Regions from separate parts of the Gossypium hirsutum genome. Here region 1 is linked to region 2. Evidence: chromatin contacts called from public Hi-C data. All regions are on one chromosome and are shown on one strand. Each heading gives the region's core, a stretch centred on a gene start, on an enhancer-like site or on the middle of the called end of the contact. The rest is flanking DNA. Distances are from core to core; before and after follow the strand shown. Region 1 holds the start of LOC107897656 (pyruvate, phosphate dikinase 2). Region 2 holds the start of LOC107897649.

Region 1 (3,847 bases), core at 477-2,976, 260 kb after region 2:
CAGGAATCCAACTTCTGGTTTTCATGGAATTAACAACATTTAAAAGGCATTGTGATGTTGAAGGACCCCAGGAGACAGCAAGCAACAGCTTAAACAAAAAGACCATGCTACCAACCATTTACTTCCTAGTTTTAAGTATCAAGTCTATAAATTCATCAATTAGTCTATTATAATATTTTTCAGTTTTATGATTAACGCATAGATCATGCCACCAAATCATGAAGAATATTAAATAAATCTAAACCACATTATGATATTGTAAATTGCAAGATAATCAAGTCACATAGTATGCATGAAAGAAAACATGACATGACATAGAAAAAGCATGAATACTATATAAATATACTAACATGTAAAATATTATATAAATATAAAATAACTTAAACATGACTATATATATAAACGCCACAAGAATACATGAATTGCCCATGGGATCATGTTAACCCAAAGACCAAAACCTCTGCTTTGGATATATAATGGGCCTATTGATAGTTCAATCCAAGAATCCAACCCAAAACATTGAAGTTTGTAAAGAGATAGACCAAGAACCAAACTAGTTCACTAATTAACATACCTCAAGTTTGTTAACCCAATCATGACCCCAAACTCCTAATTTAGACACATGTGAATATGAAAGGAGAAAATAATTAAAATATAATACAATATGACAATTTGAAACCATAAAAGTTTTGAAAACTTAGATTACCATAAAACTGTTATGGAAGTTATTATGCTAAAAAGTTAGATTATATTTTTTTCACTTTACTAAAAGATTAAAAAATTAGTCTATGTATATTAGATCAAAAATAAAAATTTTATTTATTTCTATTGCTAAAATAGATTTTTTTTATCAATATAAGGTTCACATGGCATGTCAAGTTTTCAATAGTAGAAATAAATAAAATTTTCAATAAAAAAGTTGTTTACTCCTTTATCTAACATACATAGAATTAGTGAAAGGGACAAAATATAATTTAATTCTTAATATAAGGGATTTTATGATATTTTTATCAACAAATTATTCAGTTACTTAAAATTTATACGAAATTATGCCTTAAATATAACTGTAATACGAGAACAGAAGGATCGGGCAGAAATGAATTTCTATGGACTCTGATCACTGAAAAACAAATATAAAAGGTAGACCTTTTTCATGGTTGGTGTTGGATCAGAGAGAGGGGAAAGTATGGCTTCAGCCCGAGTGTCGAGCCGCCTCTGTCTTGAACTCCACATGTTCTTTCCATTCCCATGGAACAAACAACAACCACAATAACATTCTTGCATCATATGACGACTGGTAATTACTCCCACACTACCAAAACTTGGCTTCATCACCCCCAAAAATGAACGTTTTTTAACTTTAAAAACATCAAGTCTATGATTTCCATCCAAATAGCTTCCTTCCCATAGCCTCTGCTTATATACATCTGGTGTTGGTCTTATAACTATTCCTTTCATCGCTGCTGATGACATTTCTTTTGTTTTTTCAAACAACCTGCTTAATCAACAAAGAAAAAGTACTTTAAAATTAAGAAAAATAAACCAATTATAATCAAATGAAAAAAGAAGTACCTGAGCTTGGGAAAAGTGGCAGTTATTGATTTTTTTTTCTTTTTGAAGCTTCGAGGCTGAGAAATGGAGTGAAGTGATGATGGAGAAAAGAAAATGGCGGTTGTTGTGTTATAGGATTTTATTTTATTTTTATTTTTGTTGCGATAATTTATTCATTTTTATGTGAGAAAAAAATTGGAATTATTGAAAAAGAAAAAAAAGGGTTTGATGAATGACATGAGTGGATGGGATTACGGTTACAGCGCTAAGTCATGGGGCTAACGGAACTTTAAATTGTTTGAATTACCTTAAATGCCCTCCCTTGAATCATTTTTCAACAGGTGGACCATGGTCGTTGAAGTGGCGCCCAGCTATTGGTTGCTTATGTTGAACTATTTTTTTTTGTAAAAATACTATTTATTTATTTTGTGCTCCATTACAAAATTACAAGTCATTTTCCTCTTTTTTTTTAAGAATTTCAATGTTCATGGCACACAAATTAATAAAAATCCCATCCAACCAAAAAAGAAAAAAAATAATTTCATTATCAATTTGAATTATCATTTTTATATTATATTATATTATATTATATTATATTATATTATATCCTTAATACATAATTTTATATCTAAGTTTGACACGATGCTAGTTTAATTTTTTGGTTCAATGTAGTACATATATTTGATAATAGTTATATATTTAGTATTTGAACGTAACAATGTTAGTTTTTTTAGTGTTAATAATATTAGTAATTAATTTTCATTTAATAAACTCTAAAATCGAACTTAAATACTATAAAGTTAACATTGTTGTCTTTGGATACCAAAATATATAACTTTTATCAAATACAAATACTAGATTAGATAAAAATAATAATACATATACCACATTAGAAAAAAAGTCTCAAATTTAGGTATCAAAATTTTATATTATATTAAATAACTAAAAATAATTGGAGTAACATATTTATAAAAATTGATATAAAAATCAAATGTGACTTTGGTTAAAATAATAAAATTAGGATGTCTTGGATTTAAATGCATTTTTTTAAAATTTATCAAAATATAAAAATATATAAATACTATCAAAATAATATTTGTTAGTTTATAAAAAAATGAACTTTTGATAATTTCACGACTGAGCTGGGACTTAGTTGATGAATGACATCAACTTAATCAAACTTTTAATAATAGTATATAAAAATAAATAGATTTAAAGGTCCGGCCTAGTTGATATTACTTATTAATTAGATCTCAACTCAATTATGAAGTATTTATATTATTTTCATATTTTATATAAAATCTATAAAAATGCACAATGTTTAAACCTAAAACTTGAATTTAATGAGTTGAGTCAAATTTTGAACAAATATATGATCATTTGGTTTAAGTTGACTTAATGATAAATTTGTTCAAAACAGATAAAATAATATTAGATTATGACACACCCATGACGTGATAAAAAAATTTATGTAACAAATATATTTATTTAAAGTTCATACAAATACCAAATTATGCTTTCGATGAAATGATAAAGTTAAATATTTAAAATTCATTGTATCACAGGTTTCACATTTTACTATTATTGGGTTTTTATTTATTTATAAAATATAAAAAGATAAAAGAATCCTCATAATCATATAACTTACTTTGTATATAAATGAGTATTTTAGTAATTTCACAACTTAATTAGTGCTCGATTGACTCATAACACCAACTTAATTAAGGACTTAATATAAGTACAGTTATATTTGAATTCGATATTAATATTAAATGTTATTTGAAAAAAAAACTAAAAAAATAAGTATTGATTTTTTTTCTATTATAAAGTTTATATTTTAAAATTAAATATTAAGTACTCAATATTTATGATGAAGGATAAAGGGAGGAGGGAAGGAGTTGTGTAATGCTAAAACCTTAGATCCGATGTCAAGCATTACTTAAAATAATACAGGTTTTTTGTCACTATACAAGTGACTCAATTGATAAAATAAATCAATAACTTTAATATCTCAAATTTTTAATAAAAAATAAATTATTTCAAATATAATTATTTTTTGCATTAACATATAAGTAACTCTCTGCTTACTTTATTCAGTATTTTTTGAAAAGTAATTATTAAATAAAATTTAATAAAAATTGTCAAAAACACATTAAAAATTTTCTTTTTCGATGCAGTGAAAATATCCAAATTACTTTATCAAACACATGTTAGTAATCAAAATGTCAATTTTTCAATTCAATATATCTTGAGAATTTGTTAGCCAAATTTGTGTTAACCTATTTTGAATTAGAAA
Region 2 (3,413 bases), core at 203-2,702:
CGTTCAACTGAGTGAACAGGAAAAAGAAAAACATACCTGACAGTGTTGGCTTCGCGATGATTGGAGGACCCCCTGTGGCCTGTATGGAAAACAAGATTTAGCAAGTAAAAAATCTACAAAGCATCATTCTAAAAGGGAATCCCTGGAAGTGGAATTACTTACAGAACTTTCATCGTCCTCTTGAAGTGACTGCATAAGCTTCCTTCTAAAGACCTCCAACTGCAGAATCGCATAACAGTCGAACCTCAGACTAAATTGCCTAGTAAAACCCTCAACACTACTTCCCACTTCCCCAAAACACCAATTAGCTCAAACCACACAAGCCCTTGGTAGTTCAGATACATCAATTGAAGGGCACACTCAAATTTCCAAAATTCAACATACATATAACACACAAGATGAAAACATTCCAAATCATCAAGCAATGCTCATGCCTTCCCTTATCAGGATTCTAAGAATGCACATTGGTTATAAAAATTTAATGTGAACCCTTTATTTTGCATGAAAAATAAAATTATCTTCAACATTTTAAAAGTCCTATTAACAATTTAGTGAACCCCCCCCATTAACAATTTAACAATTTACCTTGGAAACATCTCTCTGAAGCTTCCTTACAGTATTAGAAAGCGAAGCATTATCTTTCAACAAGCTCTCCTACCAAAGAACAAAAAAAGGAAAGATAATTGAATCATTAAAATTCTAAAAAAAAAAGGAAGAAACAAATTAAAGACAGAAAACCAGATGGAACGTACCTTTTCTTGGTCGGCCTTAACGAGCTTATTCGAGGTTTCAGACAAAGAAGTCTCGAGAGCATCGATCAGGGCACACAAGTCGGCGATTTGTTGGTCTTTCTCGGTGAGCTTGTCTCGAAGAGAAGAAGACTCGGCTTCGAGTAAAGACACGCGGGTGGAGAGAGCAATGGAGGTGATCTTACGGGCCACATCGAGTTGATCAAAAGGATCGGAGGGTAATACTTGCAATAATTCCTCGGGAAGATCGAAGGTGGAACCACCCGACTCTTTGGCCAACATTTTTATAACTCTCTCTCTCTCTGTCTCTCTCTCTCTCTCTCACACACACACACACACAGAGTCACACACTCCAATCTCTTTTCTATTAGCTTCCTTTTTTTGTTTCACTTTTTCTATATTATATATGAAGAAAAAAACTGAAAGTACGGGGATTAGATAAATCATATAAATGGTTGGATTTGGATTTCAGACATGGGGTGAGAATTGAGAATGTCAGAGTGTGTTGGGTATTTTTCTTTATGACAAAACAACCAACATGTGGCCTGCGAATGGATAGGCAAAAGAGAATAAAGACAAAGTTTCTAGTGGTCTGCTTTTTTAGCTGGTTTCTATCTCTTTGGTTCAGAAACAGACATAGATTTTGGTTGGTCTTAAAATGGCATCGTAGTATCCGCCATGGCCATTGGGGAGCTTGGAAGCATTTCATGGGCTTCATATTGGTTGATGAATCATTTTACTCAACCTAAAACAATATGTAAATATATCAAATTGGGCCCTGTTCAAGATTTGATCCACTCCCATTAAAACCGATAGTTCTATCATGTCACTTCCGCAAAGCAATTGATTGTGGAAGAAATTAGGAGAAGTAGGCATTTTCAGATAACAACGTAGATTCCATCTGAATCTAAAATCATAACACCATTATCTTGACTTTGTGGTAACTTAGTTCATCAAACTAACTTTTCACCCGTTTTTTTCCCTTCCTGATCATCACACCTTCATTATAAATTTTTAAAGTAATCTAACTTTATATATAAAAAATAAAAATCATTTTAACTCCCCATTTAATTTTTTCACCTCTTTTTGTCATTGAATTTGAATTTTTGTCAACTTACCCTAAAATAGATGAAAAAATTAAATATTTATTAACTTTGTTGACGCTAATATACATAGATTGTAATATAGATGACACGTTAACATTTAATTAATTTTTAAAATTTAAAAAATATCAAAGTAAACTTATTCATATTTGAAAACCAAAAAAACAAAAATAAAGAGAAATGTTTTTAAGAAATTTTATAAATAAAAATAAAAAAAAAGAAGAGAAGAAAAAAGAGGAACCTGACATGTTGTTTCAGGGGCAAAGCCAAGCCTTTATAATTTTTTAAAAAAATTGAATTAATAAAGATAAAATTACACTTTAGCCTCTTTTAAAATTATAAAAATTCGATTTAATCCTTTACAAATTATAAAAATATAAACTATAAAAAATTAGAATTTCATCCTCCCCTAAAAAATTGTTCTAACTTCGCCATGTATTTTTTTATCAGGTTTTAGAACCTCACATTAAAAAAACTCATCCAAGTCATGAAAATTGTTTGAATATGAAAAAAGGGAAAAGAAAAGTTTATTTCTAGCCAACAATACTTTCTCGCCCTTAAATAAAAAGAATGTGTTTAAATACATTGGAATTTGCATCTTTTAAAATGCTAACTCACCTATTATTTACTTACTATCTATTTTTAGTTGATGAATGGAAAGGATGAAGGCTTCGGTTATGAGGAAAGTCATGAGCCGAAGTTGCAAAAGTTAAAGGTTTTCTATAACTTAGTAATTTTTATGTGTTTTTTAATTTATTATAATTTTTAAATTTTTATAATTTTATAATTTTTTTAAAATTTTTTAGAACCAGAATTAAATTAACATCACATGTAAAGATTGAGTGTTAAATATTTTAAAATTATAATTAAAATTATATAATACGTAAATATTAAGAATAAAATTATTATTATATTAATTAAAAAATCAATCATTTATAATAATTGATTCACAACCATATAATTTATCTCTTAAAAAGTATAATTTAGTCAAATAATAATAAAAAATAAAAAGGAAATGAGGAGCCAAGGAAGGAGAAGAAAACGACATAACTTGTTGATTTATTATAATTATGGAGACATAACTGTTGAATTGGAGGCAAGATTTGATTGAAGACATTAAATAAATATGTTAATCTACAGATAAATAATTTTTTTTTCAAAAAGAAGCATGTTTTTTGGGGAATTTATTCTAATATAGTGGGTGCCTTCCAACTCAGAGTTGATCTATAACTTTTCTGTCTGGATATAGCTGTTTTCCTTCATGTCTTACCAAGCTTTTGTAAAGTTTGGATTTTAGGGTAAAAATAAAACGTAGAAATTGGAATTTTCTATATATTGCACCTCATAAATAAGATAAAAAAAATGACTGATAGATATAGAAATTTTTGCAAATGTATTTGAAATATTTAAACAAGTAAAAAAAATTACCATAGAGTATAGTAATTGTAGGGGTAGATGTAGCTAAGTGGATCAAGGCAGTGGATTGTGAATCCACCATGTGTAGGTTGAATTTCCGTGCCGATTTCATTTTTTTTTACTTTAAAAATATATTTTTTTGTTT

What was found. A called contact is a pair of places that touch in the nucleus more often than the background predicts.
Region 1: a contact with region 2 is called in a Hi-C map of leaf, with 2.7 times the contacts expected there. The contact joins the promoter of LOC107897656 here to the promoter of LOC107897649 in region 2. A contact is called at or near these places in 2 of 34 Hi-C or Micro-C datasets (both in leaf).

What each region holds. Positions count from the first base shown.
Region 1 is chrA10:23,983,890-23,987,736 of Gossypium_hirsutum_v2.1, forward strand. LOC107897656 (pyruvate, phosphate dikinase 2) reads right to left here and starts at 1,727. Exons shown (of 21, transcript XM_041079251.1): 1 at 1,573-1,727; 2 at 1,147-1,495. The coding sequence starts at 1,473.
Region 2 is chrA10:23,722,329-23,725,741 of Gossypium_hirsutum_v2.1, forward strand. LOC107897649 reads right to left here and starts at 1,453. Exons shown (of 9, transcript XM_016823166.2): 1 at 753-1,453; 2 at 586-654; 3 at 163-219; 4 at 37-79. The coding sequence starts at 1,031.